2 separate regions of the Gossypium hirsutum genome follow, and region 2 is linked to region 1. A link is a contact called in public Hi-C data. All regions are on one chromosome and are shown on one strand. Each heading gives the region's core, a stretch centred on a gene start, on an enhancer-like site or on the middle of the called end of the contact. The rest is flanking DNA. Distances are from core to core; before and after follow the strand shown. Region 1 holds the start of LOC107893670 (probable WRKY transcription factor 57). Region 2 has its middle 64 kb from the start of LOC107893670.

Evidence for each region. Hi-C and Micro-C count contacts between places; a contact is called where the count stands out from the background.
Region 2: a contact with region 1 is called in a Hi-C map of leaf, with 2.2 times the contacts expected there. The contact joins the enhancer-like site here to the promoter of LOC107893670 in region 1. A contact is called at or near these places in 8 of 34 Hi-C or Micro-C datasets (callus, hypocotyl, leaf and 1 more).

What each region holds. Positions count from the first base shown.
Region 1 is chrA13:32,228,586-32,234,809 of Gossypium_hirsutum_v2.1, forward strand. It overlaps LOC107893670 (probable WRKY transcription factor 57), which reads right to left and starts at 3,118. Exons shown (of 5, transcript XR_005908121.1): 1 at 2,250-3,118; 2 at 968-1,111; 3 at 1-304.
Region 2 is chrA13:32,292,450-32,298,647 of Gossypium_hirsutum_v2.1, forward strand. No RefSeq gene overlaps it. Among protein-coding and RNA genes, the nearest start is that of LOC107893670, 64 kb to the left of the region's middle. Within about 2 kb of position 3,367, at least 1 of the 9 cell types and tissues checked has an H3K27ac peak or open chromatin away from gene starts, as enhancers often do. A contact at or near this core is called in leaf, where this site is marked.

The DNA.
Region 1 (6,224 bases), core at 1,868-4,367:
TGAGGTGGGTTCTGGCAGCGCACGAGATTCTCTTACCTCAATGGGCAGTTGCTGTGACTGCGTTGTGCTTGGAGAAATTCCCCTATGTAACTGTACCCCTTGTGAATAATAAAATTGAGAGACTCCAGGAGTAAACTGACCGGCAAAGGCAGCTTCATGGCTGATGAGTCCACCACGGGGGAAACCGACACTATGATGACAGTGTTGACCTTCATATGTAGTAATGACGATGGTGGGATCTTCAGAGGATCGTTCCACCCTCTTCTTCACTGTACATTTGCTGTTTGTGCAGCGATAGTAACTCCTGTAAAATTAAATAACTGGCTCAGCTTTTGCGCAAGATTCTGAAAATTTTCTTTCCATCAATTAATAATTTGCCTGAAGCCATAATTGATTTTTGTTACTCTACATGTGCTTCATAAATTTGATCTCACTTTAGGTAATGCATAGAGATGGTGCATTCTCACATAAAATATGGCTGAATTAAGAAAAAAAGTATTTATGCAGTTGAAAAATAAGATTAGTCAAATTAATAATTAAAAGGATCGTGGACCTAAGATTTAGAGAAGGTTTTAATCTGCATAGACACGTCTTATCAATCATATAATGAACTGATGGAATCTCATCCTATGACACAATAGTGGTTTAATAATCAACGTATTGGACTTTTGTTAAAGAAAGATATCATTAACTCTAGTTTATAACCCTTTGATTTCGGAGCATCTTTTGTCAATGAACTGATGGAATCTCCTATAATAAAGAGCAAAGAAGGTAGAATTCATCAAAACACAAACTTCTGAAAAGAAAAATTTTTATTATAATATTGGAAAGTGAAAATATGGTTTACAATGTTTCACTTTGAAGTTTATTTTGTTGAACAGAAAACAGGCATTGAATCAAGATTGAAAAGTGGATAATATGTCAGTTTTCTCTCAATCATATTCATAATAGAGAAATAGCAACAGACCTAGGAAATGGACTATTTTTAACAGCTTTTTGTCCATATTTTCGCCATCGGTAGCCATCTTCAAGATGATCAACTTCACTCTTGGTCATAAAAGCAAAACGTGGCTGCCTAATTCGCTTTTGCCCCTTCTTCCTCACCTTACTCCTACAAAAATATTCCACCTACAAATGATCAAAATGGAAAGAAAAAAAACCTAAAACAAAAGATTTTTTCTTTAAAAAAGGTTGATGCATATGTTTTAATCTACTTGCTAAATATTAAATCAGTGGTTCATTACTTGTTATTCTCCCATGCATCAGTGTGTTAATCTTTAACAAAAGATAACTATAATCAAAATGTCCGGGACCTGTCTAAGCAATTTCAAGCTATGTAATTGAAAGAAATATGAAACTTGCAACTACTAAGGTAAATATCTCCAATGTAATCAAGAAAATAACTGAAAAATATTTATATACTTTATATACTGCAATGTGATGAAAATCAAGTTTCTAAGTAAGACAATGAACTTTCTAATACCATGAAAGGCATCAATATGGGAGAAACCCATGATTTTATGAGATGTCTGATCAATGCCCATTTACAGCAAAGAACATTTTATGAATCTAAATGCTACTAAATGTCAATAAATAAAGTTATAGTTTTTCTATTTCTTTTTCAAGAATGCATTTAAAAAACAGGCAGTAAGTAAAACTATAAACCGCATTTCCCGATTCCTGAAACAATGAAAACACATCTCGGTATATATTGCTTGAGAGAGGGGATGAATTCAGAACAAAAGACAGACTTCATACCAAAAAAAGGAACATGTTCCTAAATTATTCTAATTTGCAGTATCTAAGATTAAAGAGGATTTTCCCAGCTATACTTCCGCTTTTTACCTAAAAAAAAAAAAGATTTCTCAAAGCAAAGCACGCCATTCCCGCCGCAATAACGGCGGTGTTGAAGGCCACTTCGTTAATAGGCAAAAAGTCGCTGTTATTTTTCGCCCTCTCTATTTGCCTTAATTGGACCAATTATTTCCCTAAATTTACGAAACTGCCTCAACCCTTCTTCCCCAACTTGCATGAAACAAGGTTGTTATATTTTTTTTATACAGTTTCGCTGTACGGACACCGAAATTTGCATGACTTTTGATACGGTGGCTTTTATTACCATCTGTCATTTTTGCCCACCGAAATCGTACTTAATTACAACTCAGTCTCATAAAGTAGCACAAAACAACAAAAGATAAAGGTTTTTAAAATTATTTTTTAACTTTCATCATTGGTTCACTAGTACTCACGGTATCTCAGGCGGTTTCCCGCCGAAGCCCGTAGATTTCTCCGGCGGATCCTCGCTGGAGCTCGACGACACTGACGGATTCGATGTCGGCACTTCAGCTGACCCGACCGGATTCGACGCTGCCCCTGAACACGAATCACCAACGCCACCAGCTGCACCACAGCTTTGCGATTGCGAGCCGCTACAATTTCCCGCCAAACCACGACTGGCGTCGGTTCGGTCTAGTTCACCGAACCTTTCAATCTCATCGGCATGGTCCGGTTGTAGAATATTCCAACCAAACTCACTCAGTATACTGCTTTCCCTATCGAAGAAGTAATTGATGCTATCGGAGACTGAGTCAGGTCCAGCAAGTGTCCAGCTCGAGCTCGAATCGGATTTAAACTCAGTCCCAGCTGGATCAAGCCCCTCTTTATCTTCCATCCTCTAAACCTTCATCCAAAAAAAGAATAGAACATACAAAGAAAATAACAGGATTCAAAGCACGTCCAAATGAAATCTAAAAGAAAACGTAGAGAGAAAATAAAACAAAAAAAAGGAATGAAGGAGAGAGAGCTAGGGTTTTTGGCTAGTTTTTTTTTCCCGTCGTCCAAACAGAAAAAGAAAAAGAAAAAGAAAAAAAAGGAAACTGAAAAGTACGCGCGAGTAAGAGAGATTGGGGGAGAATAGACAAAAGATAAGTTCAGAAAAATCGGCGTCAACTGAAAATAGTGACGGGAGTTTGATATTTAAGCAAAGGAGGTGAAAGAAGATGAAGAGCAAGGGAAGCGGGTGTGCGTGGGCCCACGCGCATGAATGAAGAGAAAAATAGAAAGAGATACTTTCCGACATAAGCATGTTTTTTTCCCTCTCTTGGCAATGCTTTTTTTAATGTTAATTTTTTCCTCAAGCGTTCGGGTATTTGAGATATACCTTGAATTTTATTTAAATTTGAATTAATTCTAATTTTAAATAAAATAAAAATAAACTTTCTCAATATTATTTTATCTATACATGATATTCGTGGGATATTTTTTTTTGAAGGACATCCAGTTTATTCCATTCAATAGATGTTGAATGTTAATTTATTTTATTTTTGAAGTTGCAAGTAACTATATCAATTATTTTAATGAGAATTAATCATTTTAGGATAAAATAATTTTAATTCAAATTTAAATTAATTAATTAAACTCAACTATCGAAAATAATTTTCACAAACCTGATACTCAAAAGTCCTAATCAATTATTTTAGGGTAAATTACATTTAAGTTCACTAAACTATTAGTAAGTTTATGTTTTAGTCACTCAATTTCAAAAATTTACAAAATGATCGTTGAAATATTCTAAACTTTTCATTTAAGTCACTGATGTAATAACCCAATTTTCAATGGTGTTGAAAAATGGTAGTTTCAGAACCCCATTTCCAATGAGTGATAATAATATTTACTAGTTTATTTTGAATTATATTGAATTTTGGTTTAGAAATTCTATTGAATTGATAATTAATTAAAGTACAGATGCAATGACCCTAAAGTTAGTGGTGTAGAAAAAAGAGGTATCACGACCTCATTTCTGCAAACCAAGCATGTAAATATTTACGGACTTATTATATAGGTGAATTGAATTTTGAATAAATAATTTTTTCGAATTAGTAACTAATTAAGGTACAAATACTAAATTGTAAAAGAGATAAAATTTAATTACTATGAAATTATAATTAATTGAAGGACCGATTGAGGAATTGGACCCTTCCAGTAATGTCAAACGGTAGTGGACGTTGTTTGTCACCCGCTTAATTGATTACTTAAGATTTATTAAATCCAATTAGATTAATTAAATATAAAACTAGACATATAAGTAAAAATTAAAAAGAAAACACATTATATTTACCAAAAGAAAAGGAAACACATTATTTCTTCCTTTTCCTTCTCCACGAAAACAAGAAGGAAAAATTGGGGTTTTGAGTTTGAACTTCAGTCCTTCAAAATAGGTAAGTATACAAGTTCATTTCTTGTAATTTTTATGTTTTCAAGGTTGTGGTAGTTTGATTTAGTTAATCTGTATTTTATTTTTCGAAATTGCCAAAGTTTCAAAATATTTCCATTGATGAATGCTTGAAGTTATTGGTGTTATTTGGTTAGATTTTAAGCTTAGATATGAAAAAGGACTAATTTGTAAGGTTTAATTGTTAATTTTTAACATAGGGACTAAAGTGTAAATATTTAAAATTGAGGATAAATTTATGTAATTATGGATAATAGAGGGCTGTAGAAAGAAGTAATTGAAATCGGATTGTAAATCAAATCTTAAATTTGAAAGATATAGCTATTTTGGTTTTAAGGACTAAATTAAATAAAATGCAAAAATTTAGGGAAAATTTTAAAAAGTGAAATTGAACTGGTTTATGCTTATAATAGAATGGTATAAGGTAATTGGAATTGATAAATTATAAGAATTATTATAGACCGGGAATTGAGTCAATCTGAAGATTATCGAGGAAAATGAGAAATTGCATATCAATCCCTAACTCTTTATTGTTGTTGTTGTTGTGTTGTTGTTTTTCCTAAGTAAGTTCATACAGTTTATAATCATTATAAATGTTGATTAACTGTGTTATAAATACTTGTATATATACTTAATAAATCTCGAATGAAATGTCAATGATATAAAAGTTGAATTGGGCTTAAATGAAAGGTATTTAGATATTATATAATTTGGAAGGAAAAAAAAAAGATACAACAAATGCCAATTGTTGACTATAAAGGAAAAATTTTGTCAATATAAACAAAGGCTTCAGCCTCAATAAGAAGAGAACATTATAACATGTTGGCAACCAACTTTACTATAACTCAAGCACAATATATCTAGGGTGACTATAAGCATCTGACACGATAAGCGAACTGGCCCTGTAGGATCCAAAGTAGCGAGTAAAACAACAAGAAAACTGACATCCACGAAATTAAAGAGGACGACGACAAATCTATCCCTAAAAACACTTGCATAAGCAAGACTACTTACAAAAACAAGACTAAGACTTGTATAGGACAAGACAAAATCTTTCATCAATTTCATAAGAGAAAGGAAGAATTATTAAATAAAGGAAAACAATACAAAACACATAAACTTAAAGCAACATGGGTCCAAATCGACTTGTGAAATCACTTATTATACTGAAATACCATCAAAATAAAAATAGATCAAGGAACTGGCGAAGAGCCACCTTTTGAGTATCTATAGCCAGTCTATTTTCCTAGTGGAATTGTTGATGATTGGTGGAGGTTCAACGATGGAAAACATTGATGTCTGTCGATCACAGCCTATGAAGAAAGCAAAGATATCCAAAAAAAATGTCAATTGAAGAGAGAAAATAAATAAAGTGAAAGAGGAGAAAGAATACGAGATCAAAGATGATGGAGGGCAAGTAGCGTTGGCTAACAGCCTAACAGCTACTCATTAAGAGATTTTCCCTTTAGAGTAGCAGTAAATGGGTCGAGATGCAATATATAGGTAAAACCCTAAAAAAGAAATTTATTAAAACTTAAATTACACGTTGTTTCCATATTAAGTTATACTTTTACTATGATTTAAATTATTAAATTTCTAGTTACACTTTTTTTTTGGATGAATGATGAAATTCATTGATCCAAGAATGCAGTTAAACTATTACAAAAGAAAAAAAAACTATACAATAGCTTTAAGTTATGCAAATAAATTAACCAATAATACCTCAAGAAGCACAAAGTGAAGCATTTATAGGATCAGTTCTATTGATTGGTCTTCCTCCTAAGCGAGCCTGCACAATCTCTTTAATCTGCACTAAGACAACATCTTCAGTCAAGAAAGATACACCAAAATACCTCTTGTTCCTTTATCTCTATATCACATACAAATATGCACACCAAGCAAGCTTGAGTATAGAAACAAGCAAGGACTTTCCTTTAAGTTTCAATATCGCCTAAGCTAACTTTTGTTCTAAGTTCCTATAGCCCTATGGATG
Region 2 (6,198 bases), core at 2,117-4,616, 64 kb after region 1:
ATACCATTATAAAAGCTACTTATGAAGTCCTTGTCCAATGACCTTGTCATATATGTGTTACCCTCAAAGGACATGTTCTCCCAATTTGATTCTATTTTATCTCATAGTAATCATTACAACTTCTTTCATAAAAAAGTCAATTACTAACACATATTAATTAAATAATTCATTGATCTGTCACAATTCATTGTGGTAAATTAAGCTCGTTTCACCACTTAATGAGCTTGTATTTAGGAGTTTTTATATCTTTTAATTATGCTTTTAGATTTAGTTAGTTCTGAATTTGAATTTAATAAATTGAGCTTTTAAGTGTTGTTTTGTGACCTTTTAGGCTGATCCAAGCCTAAGGAGGAACTAACACATTGATTGAGTGTGCAGGACAATATTCTTGGCCAATGAGTTAGTGGGTTGCCTTGAATGTCGCAACATTCAAAGGGAATGTCGCAAAAACAAAGGAAGCCTCAATACTTAGTAGAATTTCGAACACAACTTCAAGAGGTGAGTTATGGGAGATGATGTCATGACATCTATAAGCCATTTCGAACACAACTTTAAGAGGTGAGTTACAGGAGACGATGTCATAACATCCATAAGCCAAAGTCGCGACATCCAACTTTGAATCTAGGAAGTGAGCTACGAGAGATGATGTCGTAATATCCACAAGCCAAAGTTGTGACATCCAAATTCGAGTCCAAAGGGGGAGCATATAGCCTTCAAAGTCACGACATCAGTTATAGGGTGTCGCGACACCAGTCCGACGAGGCCCAAAACTAATGGACGGGTGTTTTTGTCAGCACAATCATATTTAACTTGTTAATCGACCTATATTTAACCTAATTAGGTCATACTACACAAATACTATAGGTATCAGCTCAAAAACAACAAATTAGGGGTTCGAAAGACAAATTTTCATACTTTTTCATTCTTTCTTCAGTTTTCAGTTCTTTAGATTAGGTTTTCTTTTATGTTTCTTAAGTGGAATTCTTCTATTCTAAAGTTGAGACAGTGCAGGCGGAGGATGTTCAGGACAAGTGCTTTTACATTGATTAATCCATGAGCATTCTCTTTCTCATTCTTTTATTTATATATCTTTCATTAATTCGGTTAATTGAATGTTTATATGAAGATAAGAATACAACTTTTGCTTGATAAATATTTTTCATGATTTGGTTGCTTAACTGAGTACTCGATTAAGTAAATAGTTATTTGAAATTAGGTATTTATTTAAGTTTGCTAAAGAACTTATTATATTAAGATTGACAACCGTAGTAAAACATCTAGACAATTGAGATTGAAAAGGTATTCTGATGGGTAAGCCTTTAAGTAGACTTGTGTTGAGACCGAGTGGACATTTTAGGTAATAACTTTTATCGAAGATAAGACCCGAGTGGGTATTACTAGTTAAGGGTGGTAAATAACTCAATGGCGGGTGATTATCGACTTAATTAAGAATTAGTAATTTGATTGATTATAGTCTAAGTAGCTCGCATTGTTGAAACTAGGAATAGGAAGTTCCGATAGTTGAGTTTAGGTTTAGTTTAATTTCATTAGTTTAATTGCCATCTTAAATTAGAATTTGCACTACTAATTCATAATTCGATTAGACTAGTAATTATTTCTAATAATTAATTTAAAAATAGTTTTCACCAACCTAGCAATCCCTTGGGTACGATACTTGGAATAATTCACAATGTTTTTTGTAAACTAAAACTATATTACAATTTAACAAGTTCGCTTGTAGATACCGCACTTCACTTCGATATTTAAATTGCATAATTCTAAGCCCCAATGCATGCACGGTAGGGCACAATCATTCGTCTTTAGAAAAATGATTTGTGACCACGTTACTTTTCCATCTATCACATAATGCCCATAAGAGGATATCATGTACCCTTATTGGGCTATGAATTCCCTATTGCAAGTGAAGTTTTGTCATTATACTCAATATTCCAGCTTTCAACTCGATTACCAATTTAACTCACGCTTTTAATACATCAAAGTATACAAGACACACACACATAGTTCATCACTTGTGTAGGATTGAGGTAAGCCATATTATAGAGTCTCAAGTGATAAGCTCATAAATGGATCTAGGATTTATGCTACTTGGATATGTTTGGTGTATTGTTAGTCCAAACAACAACTCTATGTCTCCAGCTTCTGGGAGTCATCCGCTTCGGTACCCAATATATGGTATCTTCCTAATTGGACTTAATAAATGAGATAATAATATTTTAATTTATTTTCTCAATTTCGATTAGACTATAAATCATTTAAACTATCTACTAATATAAGTTGTTTTCTCACATTGCGATACAACTATATAATGCAACTTAGTATTAGTTAATTGTTAAATAATTAAAGAGTTATTATTTTCTTTCATTTTGCTTTACGTGTAAAAACTCATTGAGGAAACTATACAAGAGATATTGATGAGAAAAATGAAATTGTATTAAATAAATTTGTTTAAAAAATTACAAATACATTGATGATATTACTACACAAACAACACTAGATCTTAACAAGTAATATCTAATATATCACTTAACAAAAAATTCCATGCTACTTTAAGTGGATTTATATATATTAACTTTTGTCACATTCACTATGTGAGTGAGAAGAAAAGAAAATTATAGAATATATATTTATTTTTTAAAATTTATGGTAGTCTTTTATTTTAAGGAAAAAGTAATGGTATATTTTTAAGAAAGTAATTTTTTTTATACAATATTAGAGGTAGGGATGGGATTATACGATTTGAACTCGTGTTAAACGAGTATTTGAAAAAAATTTTAATCATCAATCCATTCAAGTAATATTTTAAGTGAAATGTTTTCTTTTAGAAAAAGTGATTAAGTTATTTTATTTAAATATGTTATATATTAAAATTTAAATACAAAATTATCCTTAAAATATTTGTTAATTTTTTTAAAAAAAATTGAGTTAGTAGTCTTTTACTAATAAAATTTAAGCTATTTTGACGAAGTTACTCTTAAAAGATTCAATATAGGGTTGTTAGTTTTTGTTCTTTTGAAATTTTATATCATAAAGTAACTTGCATATAATATATATATATATATATATATATGGTTGAGTCATATAGAAAACCTCGTTATGAAATTTGAAAATATATTTCAAAATTGTTTAATTATATTAGTAGTGTTGCAGTAGACCATCAAAAAGCCAAACTGAATTTCCAGTATCTTCAAAGCTTTGTATCCATGGCTGAAAAAAAAAATCTAGAAAATTCACCCTGGTTTTGTTTTGTTAAAATGAAGAAGGAAATCAAGTTAAACTTAGGCAGGTGCAGTCGCATTCAGGGTTTGAGGACCACTTTTTCTCTTATTTCCGAAGTTGCCAAACAGGTTGCAGGCAAGCCACTGGATCCCATTGAAGATGATCAAAGTTTTCAGGTATAATGTGAGTGGACCAATACCCCTTTCATTTTCCATTTTTGGTTTACTTTCGCTGTCATGAAATGATAGCCGTCACAACCCTAATCCTATGGCAGATGCTTTGTTTACATTATATATATTCCTGCCTACATAATAAAGCAGTTTATGTGCCGACAATCCTACTACTAATAATGCTAATACGGGATTTTAAGCATTATACCTGAGATTTGGCTTCTGCTGCTTATAAATTAATGACAAGTTTTAATAAATTGAAGGTTCTGTATGATTAAAATTTAATTTACTGACAAGGGGGGGGGTTTCTCAAATCATGTTTTTACATTTCATTAATAAAGGATTTTTCATTACAAAATAAGAATTTCAATTCTAAAATATTGAACAGCATACCTATATCATTGTATGGATGATAATAAAAATAAAATTAATGAAAACAAAAATGCCCTTCCAAAAAAGAGATTTACATGAGAGCTCATAGGTTTTTATTTATTTATTTATTTAAAAGTGAAATACCTTTACAACAATATGCGAGAGAATTTGAGAATGGAAGAAGTTTAAGAAAAAATAAGTGAAGTAGGTAGTTTTATAATTTAAATAATTGTAAAATTCAACATTATTATTAATTAATATATTTGAACATTGTTCACTTGTATTCATGGGCGAGGTTGGATTCCTGTACAACATTAGTACACTTTATATACAAATTTCAAATTTTCTCAAATCCATTTATATTTGTAAATAGCTAATTTAAACTCATTTTAGACTTGCAAAAATATATTATTTTTAATTTAATATTTGCTAATTTATATGTTTTTATTTTTTTTTGAAATTTTAAACATAGACATCATATTTTTTTTAATGTTTACACTATAGAGTTATATATATCAATATTTAGAGCATAGGTGTGTTTTTAAAAAAAATGTAATAAATAATGAAATGTAATGTTTGAAATTAATAGTAACACATATACAATACATACAAAATTCAAATAAAAAACTAACTTAAATGAGAGTAAAAAGAAATTTAAATAGGTAAATATATCAGATTAAGAATATTAAATGTACTCCAATTGTTTATTATAGTACTTTCAGTTTTCTTAAATTAGTATTGAGTTGATTTTTAACGTTGACACCAATATATACAAATTTTATGCTGGTTTTATAAAAAAATGTATAAAGATAAAAGTTCCATTGTAAGAATTAACTTATTCAAATACATAAGGTAGATTAGTAACCTCCCAACTAATTCGATGTTCGGTTGACTCATGACACTAACTTAATCAGGGATTTAAGTTACAGTATAAATATATGAACTTGGGTGAAACAATTTGGATAATAGCATTGGAATATATAAAAAAAATAGAATAAAACTTTAGTTGAAGTGGCAAAGAAAAAATAGAATAAAACATTGACATGAGTTCAAATTTTATAATGATTTTATGTAAAATGTAAAAAGACAAAAGTACCCTTTTAAAAATATAACTTATTTAAAAAATGTAAGGGTAGTTTAGTAATCTCTCAACTGAGTTGATGTCCAGTTAACTCGTGATATCAACTTAGTCAGGGGTTTAAATAATAGTATAGATATACAATCGATAAATATAATACGATGCACGAAACAATTTATGATAATGTATTGGTTGAATGGTTTAAATAATAATATAGATATATGATTGATGGAGGTATTAAAATGTATAAAACATTTCATCATAAAGTTTTGGTTTAGCGGTAAAACTAAAATTTTTTTGACCCAAATATGATAGGTTCAAATCCCATTATATGCAAATTATTTATTGGGTTTTTAAAAAAAAAATAAAAAGACTAAAACACCTTAGAATAATATAATCTTTTTAAATATGAAAGGATATTTTCATAAATTCACGAGTTACACCAACTCATTCAGGAATTTAAATAATAGTATAGATATGCATAATTGACGGAAGTAATAAAATGTGCATAATAAATTTAAAATTTACAAAAACATTTGGAAATAATACCTTATTTGAGTGGTAAAATTAAAGTTATATCAACTCAAATGTCATTGCTTCAAATCCCACTAATATTGATTTTTTAATAAAAAGACTAAAATATCCTAGAATAATATAATTTATTTTAAATACAGAAGGATATTTTCATAATTTCATTAATCGAGTTGGTGTTCGCTCGATTGACTCATGGCATCAACTTAATCTGCAGTTTAAATAATAGTATAGATATAAAATAAAATAAAATATATATTATAAAGTAGAAAACAGGAGGGATGAAGATCAAACATGGAATGTTGGAGCCCAAATCTGACTCATATTTTAGATAACCTTATGCTTTTTTATCCAAACCTATTCTTTAAGTTTCATGTTTTTGTCTAAACCCTTCTATATTTTGAATAGGCCTTCAAACTTGAGTAGGCAACACAACCCTTGAGCAAATCTAAGAAATTAGTGCATATATATATATATATATGAATTGGATAGTTTTATAATTTAAGCTAGTTTGTATTTTCTTGTGATGCACAAGTCGGTTGTATATATTAAATTTATAATATTTTTACAACATTAATTTTATTTAAGATTTTTAAGAAATTATTTAAAAATTATTAAAAAATTAAAAAAATAATGTAATTACAGAATTTGTTAAAAAAACTTAACTAATTTAGAATCAGTTACATGAATATTATTTAATTTTAAAAATATTTAATATTAAAATAAAGCAAAAATTTATTATGGCTTTAATATTAATATTAATAGAATTTAAATAATATTATCAATAATTTCTTATAGGTTATTTATTTT